4 separate regions of the Zea mays genome follow, and regions 2, 3 and 4 are each linked to region 1. The links are chromatin contacts, called in public Hi-C maps. All regions are on one chromosome and are shown on one strand. The core of a region is the stretch at or near the end of the contact, and the rest is flanking DNA. Distances in the headings are between cores, read along the strand shown. Region 1 holds the start of LOC100382448. Region 2 holds the start of LOC100501808 (Aspartyl protease family protein 2). Region 3 holds the start of LOC100383125. Region 4 holds the start of LOC100281893.

What was found. A called contact is a pair of places that touch in the nucleus more often than the background predicts.
Region 2: a contact with region 1 is called in a Hi-C map of ear, with 1.9 times the contacts expected there. The contact joins the promoter of LOC100501808 here to the promoter of LOC100382448 in region 1. A contact is called at or near these places in 2 of 25 Hi-C or Micro-C datasets (ear and tassel).
Region 3: a Hi-C map of bundle sheath shows a contact between it and region 1, with 2.6 times the contacts expected there. The contact joins the promoter of LOC100383125 here to the promoter of LOC100382448 in region 1. A contact is called at or near these places in 2 of 25 Hi-C or Micro-C datasets (bundle sheath and tassel).
Region 4: a Hi-C map of tassel shows a contact between it and region 1, with 2.7 times the contacts expected there. The contact joins the promoter of LOC100281893 here to the promoter of LOC100382448 in region 1. A contact is called at or near these places in 8 of 25 Hi-C or Micro-C datasets (bundle sheath, ear, endosperm and 3 more).

What each region holds. Positions count from the first base shown.
Region 1 is chr3:229,186,848-229,190,538 of Zm-B73-REFERENCE-NAM-5.0, reverse strand. LOC100382448 reads right to left here and starts at 1,575. Exons shown (of 9, transcript NM_001175189.1): 1 at 1,193-1,575; 2 at 900-1,036; 3 at 721-815; 4 at 1-619. The coding sequence starts at 1,421.
Region 2 is chr3:228,705,957-228,709,647 of Zm-B73-REFERENCE-NAM-5.0, reverse strand. LOC100501808 (Aspartyl protease family protein 2) reads left to right here and starts at 2,060. Exons shown (of 1, transcript NM_001196463.2): 1 at 2,060-3,691. The coding sequence starts at 2,082. The coding sequence ends at 3,539.
Region 3 is chr3:228,812,146-228,815,836 of Zm-B73-REFERENCE-NAM-5.0, reverse strand. LOC100383125 reads right to left here and starts at 1,711. Exons shown (of 14, transcript NM_001175791.1): 1 at 1,385-1,711. The coding sequence starts at 1,547.
Region 4 is chr3:228,923,596-228,927,286 of Zm-B73-REFERENCE-NAM-5.0, reverse strand. It overlaps LOC100281893, which reads left to right and starts at 1,750. Exons shown (of 4, transcript NM_001154813.2): 1 at 1,750-2,062; 2 at 2,154-2,275; 3 at 2,405-2,606; 4 at 2,780-3,338. The coding sequence starts at 1,910. The coding sequence ends at 3,040.

The DNA of each region.
Region 1 (3,691 bases), core at 326-2,825:
TCCTCGGAAGTTTAAGTCTGACCTGCTTCTCATAGCATTAATTTCATTCAGGAGATCCAGCTTGGAAAACTTTTCCAACAAAACATCTGCAGTTGCAGTGCGATTTTTTCGTGGAACTTTTCCAAGTGATCTTGACGATGCTGGTCCCTGTAGAATATCAGACATCCATGGCTGAAGTGAGAAATTTGCTGGAGGGCTCAATGTTTCACTGTCTGAATCAGAAATATTAGCATCTGAATGCTGAATTTTATCCTTTGTTTGTTGCACCTCTTTCTTCAGAGAACCATTTGTTTCAGAAGCAGAAAACGGAGATGTCCCAGGGTCTGAACTCGAGACAGAGGAAGTTCCCGCTTCAGTACTTCCGAAAGGTGTCTCCAGGTCTGGGCTGCTATTTGGGGTTACAACAGGTCCTCGAATTGAACTCCGTGCTTCCTTAACATCAGTTGCAATTTTACTGGTAGAACCATCTAGCACAGGTGGAACTGCACATGTTGCTTTAGACTCTTTATCAGGAGATCCCACAAGATTAAGTCGAAGGACTTTAGGCTGAGATCGCTTCATAACAACAATGTTGCACTGAAGCTCCTCCACACAACGCTTCTCCTCATGCTTCAAATCCCTGAGCAGCAGCAGCAGCAACATAAAATTTATTAAGCAAAAATAACAATGAAAGAACGTAGGATGTATTCAAGAAACTACTGATTTAGCAGTTGACCATACTTGTCTAGCACAACCCAGCTTGCCTGTGCTTGCTTGCACTCAGCAGCTACAACACCAGAAGGAGAGCCGGAAACAAGCTTATACCTCACATTTATCTGCAGAAACAACAATAAATTAAGCACACAAGTATACAACAATTTTATTGAAGATGTAAACGGGCATTAGCCCCAGCTCCAAACCTTGTCTATGTCATACACATCAATTTTCTTCAACATTTGAGAACACAACTCTGATAAATCACATTTCTGATCCAACATAGACTTATGGCCACTTGCACAGTCTCCAGCGAACAGCGGAAAGCCCCAGAACTTTCTGCCTGAAATAGAGAGGCGTGCAGATACTTTCAGGCAACTACTGCAAAACCAGAGAAACATTAACAACACTAGGCGATAAAAACCATGGATTTGGAGCACATGAGCACTCGTTGATATCCTGATGTACCAAACAGGAAAGCTAAAACCAGAAACAATACCAGAGCTGTGTGCCGGGATGACGACAAGAAGTATGATGCTTCCGCCTGGCTGCACGACATGCGTGAGCGCCCAGATGATGGCCGTCTTGGAGATCTCCCTCGTGGCTGCCCTCACCGCGACCACCACCTTCTCTGCCGCCACAGTGGCGGCGGCGGCGGCGGCGCCCTTGTCAGCCACGGACTTCCCCTTCCTCTGCAGCAGCTGGTGGCGGGAAGAGCCCACCATCATCTTCTTCTTCAAGACAACCAGTAATGCCTACAAATCCAGAAGCTCTAAGCCAGAAGCCCAATTGCGGAAGCAAATAACTCAACAACCAAAGACCCAAGACCCATGACCATGAAGCAGCAAGCGAAAGCAAGTATAAAGCAAGTGGAAGTGATGCTCGCCTAGTACAAACAACAGTACAACACAACAACCGCGTCGGGGGCTTTAATGCCAACGGGGAGCCGAGCGATCGAGCGAGTACCGGGCTGCCCTGGCAGTTGCCACCAGAGTTGGACGCCGGGCCTGCTTGGCAGGCGGAGCGGAAGCAAAAAGGCGAGCAACACGCCCGGTAGAGATGATTGCGTTAAAAAAGGAGGCGGCCGTTTCCCCAGTTCAAAGTGTTGGGCTGGGTCCCGACCCGACCCGACCCGAGGCCGCGGATTGAGAGAAAGATCGCAGCATTTATGGGCGGCCGCAGATGGGAGCGGGCGCCACCGCTCCGCTGCCCTGCGCGGCGCCTGTGCTGTGAGTGTCCTCGCCGCCACTGTAGCCGGGAAAAGATTGACACAGTGCAGTGCAGCCTCGTCCGCCCACACGATTGCAGGCACGCCGCAGGAATCGCCGTCACAAACTATTCCAGTCCTCGCAGATCTCGCCGCGCTTCGTGCCTTAGAATTGGACTCTCCATGTGGGAGAGGAACCAAAACCGGAATCGAAATTTCTCCCGTCAAGGAAACCCCCGGCGGCCCCCAAAAAACGCAGCGCTGGATTCGACTCGCATTTCCTTCCATAAATAACCCGAATGATATATAGTACCAAGTGCGAAAACGGGGGGAGACAAAACCGTCCAATTTCTTCAGCTCCCAATACGAGCGGGCGAAATCGCGTCCCGCCCTCGAATAACCGGAAACCAGAGGCCGCGAAGGGGAACGGACTCACCGGGGAAGCGACAGCGACGAACGAGCTCCAGCCTCCAACCGCCACCGACGGCAGCAGCAGTGCAGCACCCTCTCCACCTTGCAGAGCGACGGCGACGGCGACGGGACGCGGGGAAACCCTAGCCCTCACTGCGAACGCGTGGAAGCCGGGACAGAGGCGTTGGAAGCAGTGGCCATTAAAGAGACAAGTGCGCCGATTGCAATTAAAACCTCATGGCTCCGCGCTAACTTGTACTACCTCTTCCACCTCCTGACTCCACGACCACCACCACAGCGCACAGCCCCCATTGCCGTCGACCGCGGAAGTACCATCTTCGCCCTTCCGTCTTTCCCAATATACTAGCTATGCCACTCTCTGGATGGTGAAACGCATTTAAAAACCGGTAGCTGGGCCCAGAGAGCAACTCCCGTCGGTTTCCAATCGGACGGCCGGGGAGTAAATGCTGCCCAGGGTGCCCTCGTGGTCGTGGGCCGAGCGAGCAGGCTGTCCTAGCTGGGGACCGCCTGGCAGGATCAGAGAGGACTCGTGGCGGGTGTGCGCCTGTGCGGTCCCGCGCGCGCTCTGTGTGTGTGCAGTGGACAGTGACATGGTCCTCGTGGACGTGGTCCACCAAGAGCTTTATCTCCAGTGCTGCTGCTTCTGTTTGTTGCAGCCGCTGGATCCCAGGGTTGATCTGGTCTCTGTTGCCACTTGCCACTGTTTCTGCGTTCACCCAGCGCTGCCGCTGCTTGCCAAAAAAAAATTTGTCTGAACTTTTACAGGCCTTTTCGCTCGATGCAGTGGCCAGTGGAGACAACCGCTACGGTCTGGTCTCACTTTTTATTGAACAAAATGCCGCTCGTCCTATGTACTGTTTGGATGATGGGTTTAAGTGATCTTGAGAATCCGGATAAAAAGAATCTCAAAAGTTTTATAAAAAAATTATAAATTTTAAGAATCTGTAAGTTAACATCTACATAAAATCTAGCTCATTCCAATGAGAATCTAGAATTGTGAGAATTTTCTATCCGGGTTTTCAAAATTCACAGGAGCCAACAAATGGCATTGACTCTCGTTTACCTGTCAAAGTTGTTTTTATAGAGCAACCAAAGACCAAAAAAATGGTAAAATAGCTTAAATAGAGTTTAAAACAACATATCTCGTTATATTAGAAATATAGTCAATCTTAGGTGTAGTTGTTGCGCGCCTGTAGACCGAGAAAAACTCCAATCGACGGTGAGAGGATCTCTTTGTAAGATATAATGCACCAATTTTCACGGTCGTCGCTCTTTGTAAAATAACGTAAAATTATATATTCGAAACTTGATTGTTAGTTCTATATTCACACCAACCTAACAAACAAAACACATTTATAT
Region 2 (3,691 bases), core at 811-3,310, 480 kb after region 1:
CGATGAATTGTTAGTAGATGAAAATTGATAGTAGATAAAAAGTAGGTATAGAAAATAATATTTTATATTTGTACTCCTAAAAATCAAGGAGGCTTAAGGGTTTTGAATTTGGAATATATGAATGATGCCTTGTTGTCAAAGTGGCTTTGGAATTTGGAAAATTCAAATGGTTTATAGCAAAAGATCATTGCAAAAAAATATATTAACGGAAAACCTCTTATCTGAGTTAAGCAAAGACAGAATGACTCTCAGTTTTGGAAAAAACTTTTAAGTCTCAGAGATGTTTTCTTTAAATACTGTAAAGTTATTGTTGGTAATGGTTGTAAAACTAGTTTCTGGAAAAATTCTTGGATTGGTGATTGTCCTTTGGCAGTTAAATTTCCTGTTCTGTTTGACTTGGCTCTTGATAAGGATATTTCGGTTAATAAGGTCTTATCCTCAAATTTTGATGCTCTTTCCTTGAGAAGAAGAATGATGGGTAATCTTCAAGTACTTTATGGTGAATTAGTTTATTTATATGCTCAATATAATTTGTCAGTTCAAGAGGACAGAGTGAGATGGTGTATGGGTAACAAAGGTTTTACTGTTAATTCTTTATATAAGAAAAATTCGATTGATCAGGCGGCTGTTCCTTACAGGTTCTTGTGGAAATCTAAGTTACCACAAAAAAAATCAAAGTCTTCATCTGGCTGTTGGTAAGAAATAAAATTCTTACAAAAGACAATCTGAAAAAAAGAAATTGACATGGCTCTAGTGAATGCTGTTTTTGTGGAGGTCTAGAATCGATTGAACATTTGTTCTTTAAATGTTTCATTGCTAGATTTGTATGGAGAGTGATTCAAATTGCCTTAAATCTTGATTTCATTCCAAAAAGCATTGGGGATCTTTGTGACAGATGGCTGAACAAATCTAAAGACAGAATCTCCAATTTAATGATATTTGGGGGTGGAGCTATTTTTTGGGCTATTTGGAGAACCAGAAATGATTGGTTTTTTTGATAAAATTCTCCTTGATCCTGCTAACATAATATTTCTCTGTTGCTTTTGGCTAGATTCTTGGGCTATTCGTCAGAGAGAGAAGGAAAAATAGATGGTGGTCCAAGGAAGCCGGCTAATCGGAAAGATAGCAAGTGAAGTGATGTGTTGGTCGTTTGGGTGGTGCCCGATAGATCGCCGCATTTCTAGATGAAGGGTGATTTTGGCGCATTTTATGTGGTTGGCTGTCGCTCAATCTCTAGGTTATCCTTTTGGTGAACTAGTTAACTCTGGCTTGTTAGCTTCGTAGCTGCACTTTTATTTTCATCCGTTGTAATAAGCTTTGCTTAAAAACTATGGTTTCGTCTGGATAGATGATTAGTGGAGACTGATCCTTGCTTGTTTAATGCGATAGTGTGAAGGGTTTAGCATCACTAGGTGCTCTTTTGTCGATGGGTTGTAGCTCATCGTTTTGGTTTGTAATGACTCATCCTATTTTTTAATGAAATATGGGGCTCTGCCCCTTCGTCAAAAAAGTGGGGTATAGGAGAAGTGTTTAGGGTGAACCGCTGCGGGAGATAAAAAAGTAGTGATGGACTGTTGATGATGTGACATAAAAAAGTGATACATGGGAGAAAAATTTAGGAGAAATCGCTGCGAATAGTCTTAGCAGGCGGACCGGCAAACGATCTGCAGAAGAAGATTTGTTCGAGAATTTTATTTTAGGAAAAAAGATGACCGAACTGAATCACACGTTGATGGTGCTGAGTTTGAAGCACAGCCAATACGAGTCACACGGCACCGTCGGCACGGCAACGCGTCTGCAGCAGGAGCGGGTCATATCGTATCCAGACCAGAGCCAGTTTCCACCCGCCCGCAGCCAACATTTATTCCGCGTCGCCCCGATGCAAGCGGCACGGCACCGAAACATCCTCCGCAGATGCACCTCAATTAACTGCTAGGGCTAGCCGAGTATAATCACCACTGGTAGTCCTAGCACCAGCCCACCGCAGCGCCGCTCACCGTCTCCATTTAATTAATCCCCCTCCTCCCTTCATATATGCCTTGCCACCAACTCCCTCTGCCAGTACACTCCACTTGCTAGCCATGACGACCCTCGCCGCGCTGCTCCTTCTGGTTGCCGCTTCCAATGTCGTCAAGGCCGTGGAGTACCACAGCTTTGTAGCCACCCCGCTGTCTCCCCACTTGTACACCGCTCCGTCCTTGGACGCGGACGAGGATGTCTTCGGCGGCAGCCTTGCCGTCGCGGAGGAGGCGGCCGCGGCGTCAGACTCGGCCGTGCACTTCCGCGTGGTCCACCGGGACACCTTCGCGGTGAACGCCACCGCGGGCGAGCTGCTGAAGCACCGTCTGCAGCGGGACAAGCGTAGGGCGGCGCGGATCTCGGAGGCGGCCGGCGCCGGCGGTGGCAACGGGAGAAAGGGCGTCGCGGCGCCGGTGGTCTCGGGGCTGGCGCAGGGGAGCGGGGAGTACTTCACCAAGATCGGGGTGGGCACGCCGGCCACGCAGGCGCTGATGGTGCTGGACACCGGCAGCGACGTGGTGTGGGTGCAGTGCGCGCCGTGCCGGCGGTGCTACGAGCAGTCGGGCCCGGTGTTCGACCCGCGGCGCTCGAGCTCGTACGGCGCCGTGGGCTGCGGCGCGGCGCTGTGCCGCAGGCTGGACTCGGGGGGCTGCGACCTGCGGCGCGGGGCGTGCATGTACCAGGTGGCCTACGGCGACGGCTCGGTGACCGCGGGCGACTTCGTGACCGAGACGCTCACCTTCGCGGGAGGCGCCCGCGTGGCGCGCGTGGCGCTCGGGTGCGGCCACGACAACGAGGGCCTGTTCGTGGCCGCGGCGGGGCTGCTGGGGCTCGGGCGCGGCGGGCTGTCGTTCCCGACCCAGATCTCCCGCCGCTACGGCCGGAGCTTCTCCTACTGCCTCGTCGACCGCACCTCCTCCGGCGCGGGCGCCGCGCCGGGCTCCCACCGGTCCTCCACCGTCAGCTTCGGGGCGGGCTCCGTCGGCGCGTCGTCGGCGTCCTTCACCCCGATGGTCCGCAACCCGCGCATGGAGACGTTCTACTACGTGCAGCTGGTGGGCATCAGCGTGGGCGGCGCGCGCGTCCCGGGCGTGGCCGAGTCGGACCTCCGGCTGGACCCGTCCACGGGCCGCGGCGGCGTGATCGTGGACTCGGGCACCTCCGTGACCCGCCTCGCCCGCGCGTCCTACTCCGCGCTCCGCGACGCGTTCCGCGCCGCCGCGGCGGGGGGGCTCCGGCTCTCCCCCGGCGGGTTCTCGCTGTTCGACACGTGCTACGACCTGGGCGGGCGCAGGGTGGTGAAGGTGCCGACCGTGTCGATGCACTTCGCGGGCGGCGCCGAGGCCGCACTGCCCCCCGAGAACTACCTCATCCCCGTGGACTCCAGGGGCACCTTCTGCTTCGCGTTCGCGGGCACCGACGGCGGCGTGTCCATCATCGGCAACATCCAGCAGCAGGGGTTCCGCGTGGTGTTCGACGGCGACGGCCAGCGCGTGGGGTTCGCGCCCAAAGGCTGCTGAGAGCCCCCAGGCCGGAGTGGTGAACCCGTCCTCTCTCGAGCGAGGAGAGAGAGAATTAATTAGCGAGTGATTAGCTGGTAATCAAGTGAGCCGCCTTGTTAGTCATAATTAATGGATGCGGTGGCTTGTGGGTTTGCTTTGCTTGGCCTTGG
Region 3 (3,691 bases), core at 462-2,961, 370 kb after region 1:
GCAAATAGACATACCAATTATATGGTATCAAGCACAGGAATCAATAAAATAAGTTGGATCAGACCCTTGCAGAGATGTAGAGTTATCCGCAGTTTGGCTTCTTTGGTGCACTATAGATGCTGCCTACTGGTATAGCTAGGGACACACTCAAGCAAAATGACATGCATGAATACAGAGTATCCATTAGATGTTATGATTTATGCCAATGAACCTACCAATAACATGGTATCAAGCACAAGAATGAAAGCAATACATCAAATTGGACAGAATTATAGGCTGTTTGACTTCTTGGGTTCATAGATAGTGATTTGAGTGTAGTAAGGCCACTAAACAGGGTAGCAGGGCAATAATCAGCTATTGAAATAATACTAAAAGAATCTTTTTCCCCAATGTATGTCCATTGTTATCTGAATATCACATAGGCCCTGTTTGGGACAGCTGCTGCTTGTTGAAAAAGCAGCTTATCTGATAAGCTGGTAAAAAGCAGTTTCTGCTTGTTAGCTGCTTTTAGTTCATTTTGAGAAGCAGCTGAACTGATAAGCTGCTGCAGAAGCTGCCTGTTTGGCAGGACTTCAGCTTAAATTTGTGAAGAAGCTGAAAATAAGCTGTACCAAACAGGGCCATAACCTAAGACAACTACACACCAGGGCGTGCTCAACACATCATTAGTAAATAGCAACATGCATCCAAAAAATGGCATTGCCAGTTGATGCATACAAGGCATGCTCATCACAGAATTCCTTTTTCAGAATAATTCATAGGCCAATTCACATTGACAAAAATTGTCCGCCAGTGACCATATCCCATGCAGCATTCAACAATCCTACATGTCACAAGCACAAGTATGTGCAGCATCGACCCATCTCACCAAGTCAGAACTAGATGAACACAGATCCTATTTGTTCCACATATATGTAATGAGTAATAACAGCAAGTGTCTGGCTAAACAGCCAAATATGTAATTGCAGCAGCGTAGTGCCAAGAAATCACATCTACAGCACTAAGCAATACCCCTTGGAGTATGCATTCTACCTTTCTGCCACATATGGATGGCCTCAACAGCACCAACGAATGGCACAGTGGTACTGCTATACATCTACCAGTCAATACTATATTAGCACTGATCTGGAAGGCAGTAAATTTCGTATCCCCAGCACCAAAGCATCGAGATTTAGCGCATCCCACCCGAAGCCATCACTAATTCCTGGGTCGATCTAAGTAGGAGTGTAGGACCCCTCTAACCAACACATCAGCAGCGGCCCATTCACGGCCCCTGGACTTCGACCGAGCTCCGGAGCACAGAAGCACTAAGATCCAGCAGGTAGCAGCAACGAGTGACACAAAGGCGCAGGACACTGGAGTAGGAGAAGGGATCGATCGGTACCATCCTGGACTTCCTCCCCGGCGCTGCGCTCACCGAACACCTGCGAGAACCTCCACTCGAGCGGCTGAGTCGGAGATGGCGACGGAGGCGCCTGGGCCTGGACCAGAGGCGGGGGCGAGGCTGGGGGCGAGCGCTCCGGTGCAGCGGCGCCGTTCATCGTCATCGGTCGTGCTCCCGGCAGGATCGGCTGCGGAGCGGGCGGGATCGGGGCGCGGGGAGGGGGGGCGAGGGCGAGAGGGGCGGGCTACGCGGGCGCTGCTGCGGCGACGGCGATGCCGGCGAGGGTTTGGGGTTTCATGCGGGCGGAATGGCCAATGAGAGAGGGAGAGAGGGGCGGAGCGAGAGCGAGAGCGAGATGGAGGGGGGAGGTGGTGGGGGCAGCCGCGCCGATACGACAACGGAGAGGGAAGAAACCAAAACGATTTTATTTTCCCTTTTCCTCTCTTTTTTGTTATTTCTGTCCTTTGCGTTGTGATGAACTTGATGGTGCCTTTTCTAGTCGTGCTCCGGACTCCGGCGTCATTTTCCCAGGGAATATGTTGCTCCGCTGCCCATCTGCAATGCAAGTTACGATAGTAATTTACAATCAGTACATAGATACAAATTTTTAAGAGAAATTTAGGGTGTGTTTGGTTTGAGGAACGAAGTGATTCATCTTTTTCTCATTCCTCACATTTTTATTTGGTTTGTTGAATAAAATGAGTTGATCCATCACCACTCCGTTCTTTATAAGCTAACAATTAGTATATATATAAGGAGTGAGTTGATTCCACCAAAATTGATGGAATGAACTTATGATGTATCACCTCATGAAGTATTGAGTGACTCCACAAACCAAACACACCATTATAGAAGCTGACGGTTCTAGTAGTATTTCTCTATTCTATTGGACCAGAAATTCTTGTATCCTTTATAGGACGATATGACATTGACAGTTTGACACATTGTTTCGCTCGTTGGTTTGTTTTTGGTTCTGAAGACTCTTGAAATAGAGCGGTCCCGTCGATAGATTTTGGAAAGCTAAATGGTTCAAAATTTAATTGTATTTTTTATTTTTAAGTAAAAAATCCAAACAACAATAAATAAATTAAAAACGGAACAGTTACATTCAACCATACTCTAAACATCACCTAAATAAAGTCTGGTTGCAACTCATGGTACAGGAGTAAAAGTTATTTGGCTTATTGCATTGTCGTATGAGTTTGTAGCAAGGTAAACATGCTAAAATATTTGTACCGTTCATTTTGGATCCGACTGTGATGCATATAGTTTAGTGGAAATTGGTAAGGTCTTGTTTGGTTGGTTTCTCTCGCAATCTGGCTGTGTGAGCCAGGATCACTGAAGTCTGGCTTTAGAGATACGACCAATCTGCTCGTATCTGGTAAGCCTGGTCCAGGGTGCTTTGAGGATCGTGTGAGTCTGGATCCAAATCTGTATGCAGGCAACCAAATACAGATCTCGCATGCGTATAGCCTGGCTCACACTAACCAAACAGCAGCTATCCGTATTATGCGATGCAAGCACGCGCTGATGCAGCCAACCAAACACACCCTAAAGTGATAGTACATATTAGTTGATATGGTGAGTCGTGACAGCAGGTAGGCCCGTGTGTACGGGGACAATGACATCATGTCGTTGGTTTCCTTCTTGTTTGCAGCGAGGAAAGCATTTCGTCACGGCCTTTTGGAAAAGTATTGGCCGTTAATTAATCCAAGAATGGCTTACAAACCGATTACAGCTGTCTGCAAAGCAACATCTACCGCGTCTCTGACGAAACCGAAATGTGTGTAGAAATAATATTTGGGACTAGTATGGGAACCTAATTTTTGAAGGGATTTTTATTTTCTCAAGTTAAATTAATTTATTTTTCCTTGAAAAATAAAAATTCTTTGGAAAATGGTGTTCCTAAACTAGCACTTACAGTATAATACACCAATCATTTTTTATAACATCATACGCCTTTTTTATCACACACTGGTAAATTGCTCGTGTCCTGCGAGTCTTTGATTGATATATTTAAAATGTATTATACATAGTGTTGACGCCTTTTCGGAGCGCCAAACACTCAACAAGAACCGTGGCGCTGCTCTCTGGTCAGACGCGTACGGTCCGCGGCTAAGGGCCGGACGGTCCACGACCTGGCGCAGGAGCTAGGGTTCCCTGCCTGACGGCCGGACGGTCTGCGCCCTAGGGCTGGACGGTCCGCGCGTGCGCAGTGGCGGCGGAGGATCGCCGGCGGCGCCTGAATCTTGCTCCCGGGAGGGACCCCGTCGGAGAGAAGAGATCCTAGAAGTTGTCTAGGCTCGA
Region 4 (3,691 bases), core at 501-3,000, 260 kb after region 1:
ACAGCGATCATCAAACATAAAACTTAACTATTAAATAGGATTGATCCATTTTTATTATAGTAACAAGTCATATGGATGAATTATATTATCTAATTAAACAAAAGGAGAGAAAAAAAGAAACGATGACGGATTGTATGTTGGGCCTTTGAGTGGCTGCTACGAATGGTTGAGAAACGGATATGCAGGTGGTTGTCTTCGGCATCAGCCTGGTTGAATTGACGCGGTAAGCAGAATGCATAGTAGAGACACGAGGAGGTTTTTGCCGTTTTTCCTTCTTTTTTTTAATTAAAAAGGGGTATTTTATTATGAAATAGGAAACATAGTTCTTACTGGCATTTTAGAGATCAGAACCATGAGACTTAGACAAATCCATGACAGCTAAGCTAAGTCATAAGAGTTTTTTTGAGACGATCACGCATACATGTGCAACCAACAGAACTGAGCACCAGACACAGGACCTACTTAAACCAAACAACTAGCTTAAGAAACCAAAAGACGAAGAGGCGCCCTCTTTTTTCTTATTCATCCAATATGCCTATCCAATGGCGTCCAGCCAATAGAGTGATTGAAGATTTCCTTAGCCATTTTTTTTTATGAGCCAGCTTCTTGCCACCAGCATCTTTCTTTCCCTCTCTTTCTCCAAAACATCACATGAATCCAGCCAAAAGCAACATTGGAAAATAACACCAGAGCCCAGAGGGATCATTTATCACTTTCTTATTAAAGCAGATGTCATTTCTAATTCTCCAAATGGCCCGCAAAACCGCACCACACCCTACTGAGATCAAATTTTCTTTCAATTTTATTAAACCTATGATCCCATCCCCAAACAGAAAATCAACATTTCTTGGGATGCAATGAAGATTTAAGGCAGTTTGAACTACTCTCCAGGATAACAAGCAACAGGGCAATCAAAGAAAATGTGATTTGTAGTTTCAAACAAACCACAAAAAAGAGCATTCTGTCGCCCCCTTCCAGTATCTGATTTTCAAAGTTCTCTTTTGACAGGATTATTCTGTTTTTAACACTAGCCAAAGAAACACCTTGATCCTCTGGGGAATTTTGGTTTTCCATATAAATTTATAAGGCACCTTGGCCAAATCACGTATACATCTGGTATATAAAGATCTAACGGAAAACCACTTTTATTAAGTAACCACACAACTTTATCATCAGAGTCAGATAAGCTATGATTACTGCAAATCTCTTTCAATTCTTCTAAAAGTTAGGTTATGCCAATTCAAACTAAGGGCTTTATTCACACTTATCTCTTTATTAAGGGATAAATCAAACAGTCTCTTAAATCTTTCAGACAAAGGGCAATATTAGGCCGCTTCTCTGTGGGTCTCAAATATACAGCTCCTGAGATTAGGCCCTAATTTTTTTTGGATGAATTCCATTTAAATAGGGTTTATGTTAGACCTCCATTTTCTGGTTGCGGCCCTACATTTGAAATTGTTTATGAGTTTTTTCAGATCCCGAATCCATTTTGCTAGCAAACTCATATTCGTACATCCGAATTTTTCCTTCTTACATGTTACTCCTACTAGGAACACGCAAGCGCAAAGCAAATCCGAGATAGGAATGAAACGAGGCCGGGGGAAAGAGAAGCCAAACAGCAAACACACGGCAGCAGAGTGCAAAGCCACGGCGATGAGCAAATGGCAAAAGGCAACACATGTGACTGCTGACCACGACGCGACGCGCAAACCTTAACAAGTCAGCAAGCAGATGGGCTTCTCATCACATATACTCCGTATAAAGCAGAGAGGAGAGGAGAGGAGAGGAGACGGGGACGGCACCGGCAGCGCTCCACAGGCCCAACCTGCCGTCCACGGCGCGAAAGAAGAGCCGCGAACCCGGGAGTCCTGCCTGTCCTCGTCCTCCTCCCCCTTGCCATCCGCCGCCCATGGCGTCCGCGTCCGCCCCCGAAGTGGTGGTGGTCTTCGACTTCGACCGGACCATCATCGACTGGGACAGCGACGACTGGGTCATCACCAAGCTCGGCGCCGCCGACGCCTTCCAGCGCCTGCGCCCAACCATGCGCTGGAACCCGCTCATGGTACTGCTACCTCTCCTCGTCCGGTAACTAACCTCCCTCGTCCTTCCTGAGGGAAGACATGCGCCAAGTCGATTTCGGTTTCTCTTTCCAGGACAGGATGATGGCGGAGCTCCACGCCAGGGGGAAGACGCCCGAGGACATCCGCGACTGCCTCAGGAGCGCGCCGCTCGACACGCACGTCGTTTCCGCAGTCAAGACGGCGGCGGCGCTGGGGTACGCACGGCACAACCACACCATGCCGACCACGTTCTCACCTGCCGCTGCAGCACTTGCGTTTGGGACCGACCGACCGATGTTCTTTGATGCTGGCAATGGCATGGCTGCTGCTGCTCCCGTTTGCAGGTGTGACTTGAAGGTGGTGAGCGACGCCAACACCTTCTTCATCGAGACCGTCCTGGCGCACCACGGCGTGCTCGGCTGCTTCTCCGAGATCGTCACCAATCCGGCGAGCGTCGACGCGGACGGCAGGCTCAGGATCTCGCCGTTCCACGACCCCGCGTCCGCGCCGCACGGTTGCAGCCTCTGCCCTGACAACATGTGCAAGGTACCACGATTACAAACAGCATAGTTTTCTAGTTTAAGATGTCTGGATGCCCATACTCTACTTTCGACACTGATGAAATCTCTGTGCAATGCACATAGTCAACAGTCATGTCGAGATGCGGAAACTCACCGGTAATTCAGCATAAACCAAAGATGTGCTCTTACCACGTGCAGTGCAGGGCAAGATACTGGGGAGGATCCAGGCAACAGGCAGTGACAAGAAGCGGCGCCGGCGCTTCATCTACATCGGTGACGGGAAGGGAGATTACTGCCCGTCCCTCAAGCTGGGGGAAGGGGACCACGTCATGGCAAGGGAGAACTACCCCCTGTGGCATCTCATCTGCGACAACAAGCAGCTTCTCAAGGCTGAGGTTCATCCGTGGAACAGCGGCGAGGAACTGGAAAAGACGCTGCTTAAGTTGGCCGGCGAAGTGATCAGTCCACCTGCACAGGCTTCACAATTTGACTACAGCAAATGCGAGATGAGCAATCCAGCATCCTGCCCTCCGTCGTGTGCCGCACTGATTACCGACCAACTCTTAGTTCGCAAGTACTGATAAAAGTCTCCATCCTGCATTCAACATGATATATGTCGTCAATCTGCACAGCAATTTAGAGATGGATTATCTATGCTATACACTATGTTATCAAATAAACTGTAGCGTGGCATGGAAGGACATGAGTTGAGAATTAATTGATGCCAGTGTGGGAAACTATAGTCTCTAACTCCTCAGGAAAATCCAAATTTCCAACAGCAGAATCCATTATGTCAGTCTGTCAGATCAATAGCCAAGACAGTAACAGCATACGGTGGATGTGGATATGCTACAGGACGGGCAACATTTTCATTGATAATGATTCACGAGCCTACCCTTTGTTCAGCTGTACACAAAACTACCCATATATCTGGAATATCCTTGTGGTCTGAATGTCTGATCTTGTCCATAAGGACACTGTAGAGCCCCACCCACCGGTAGCATACGAGATCGCAGGAACAAAGGGTATTTCATGTGTCCTGCTAGCCCCAAGAATTGTGATCCATACATATGCATCTGGAACCAATGACACCTGACCGTAGATTCAGCT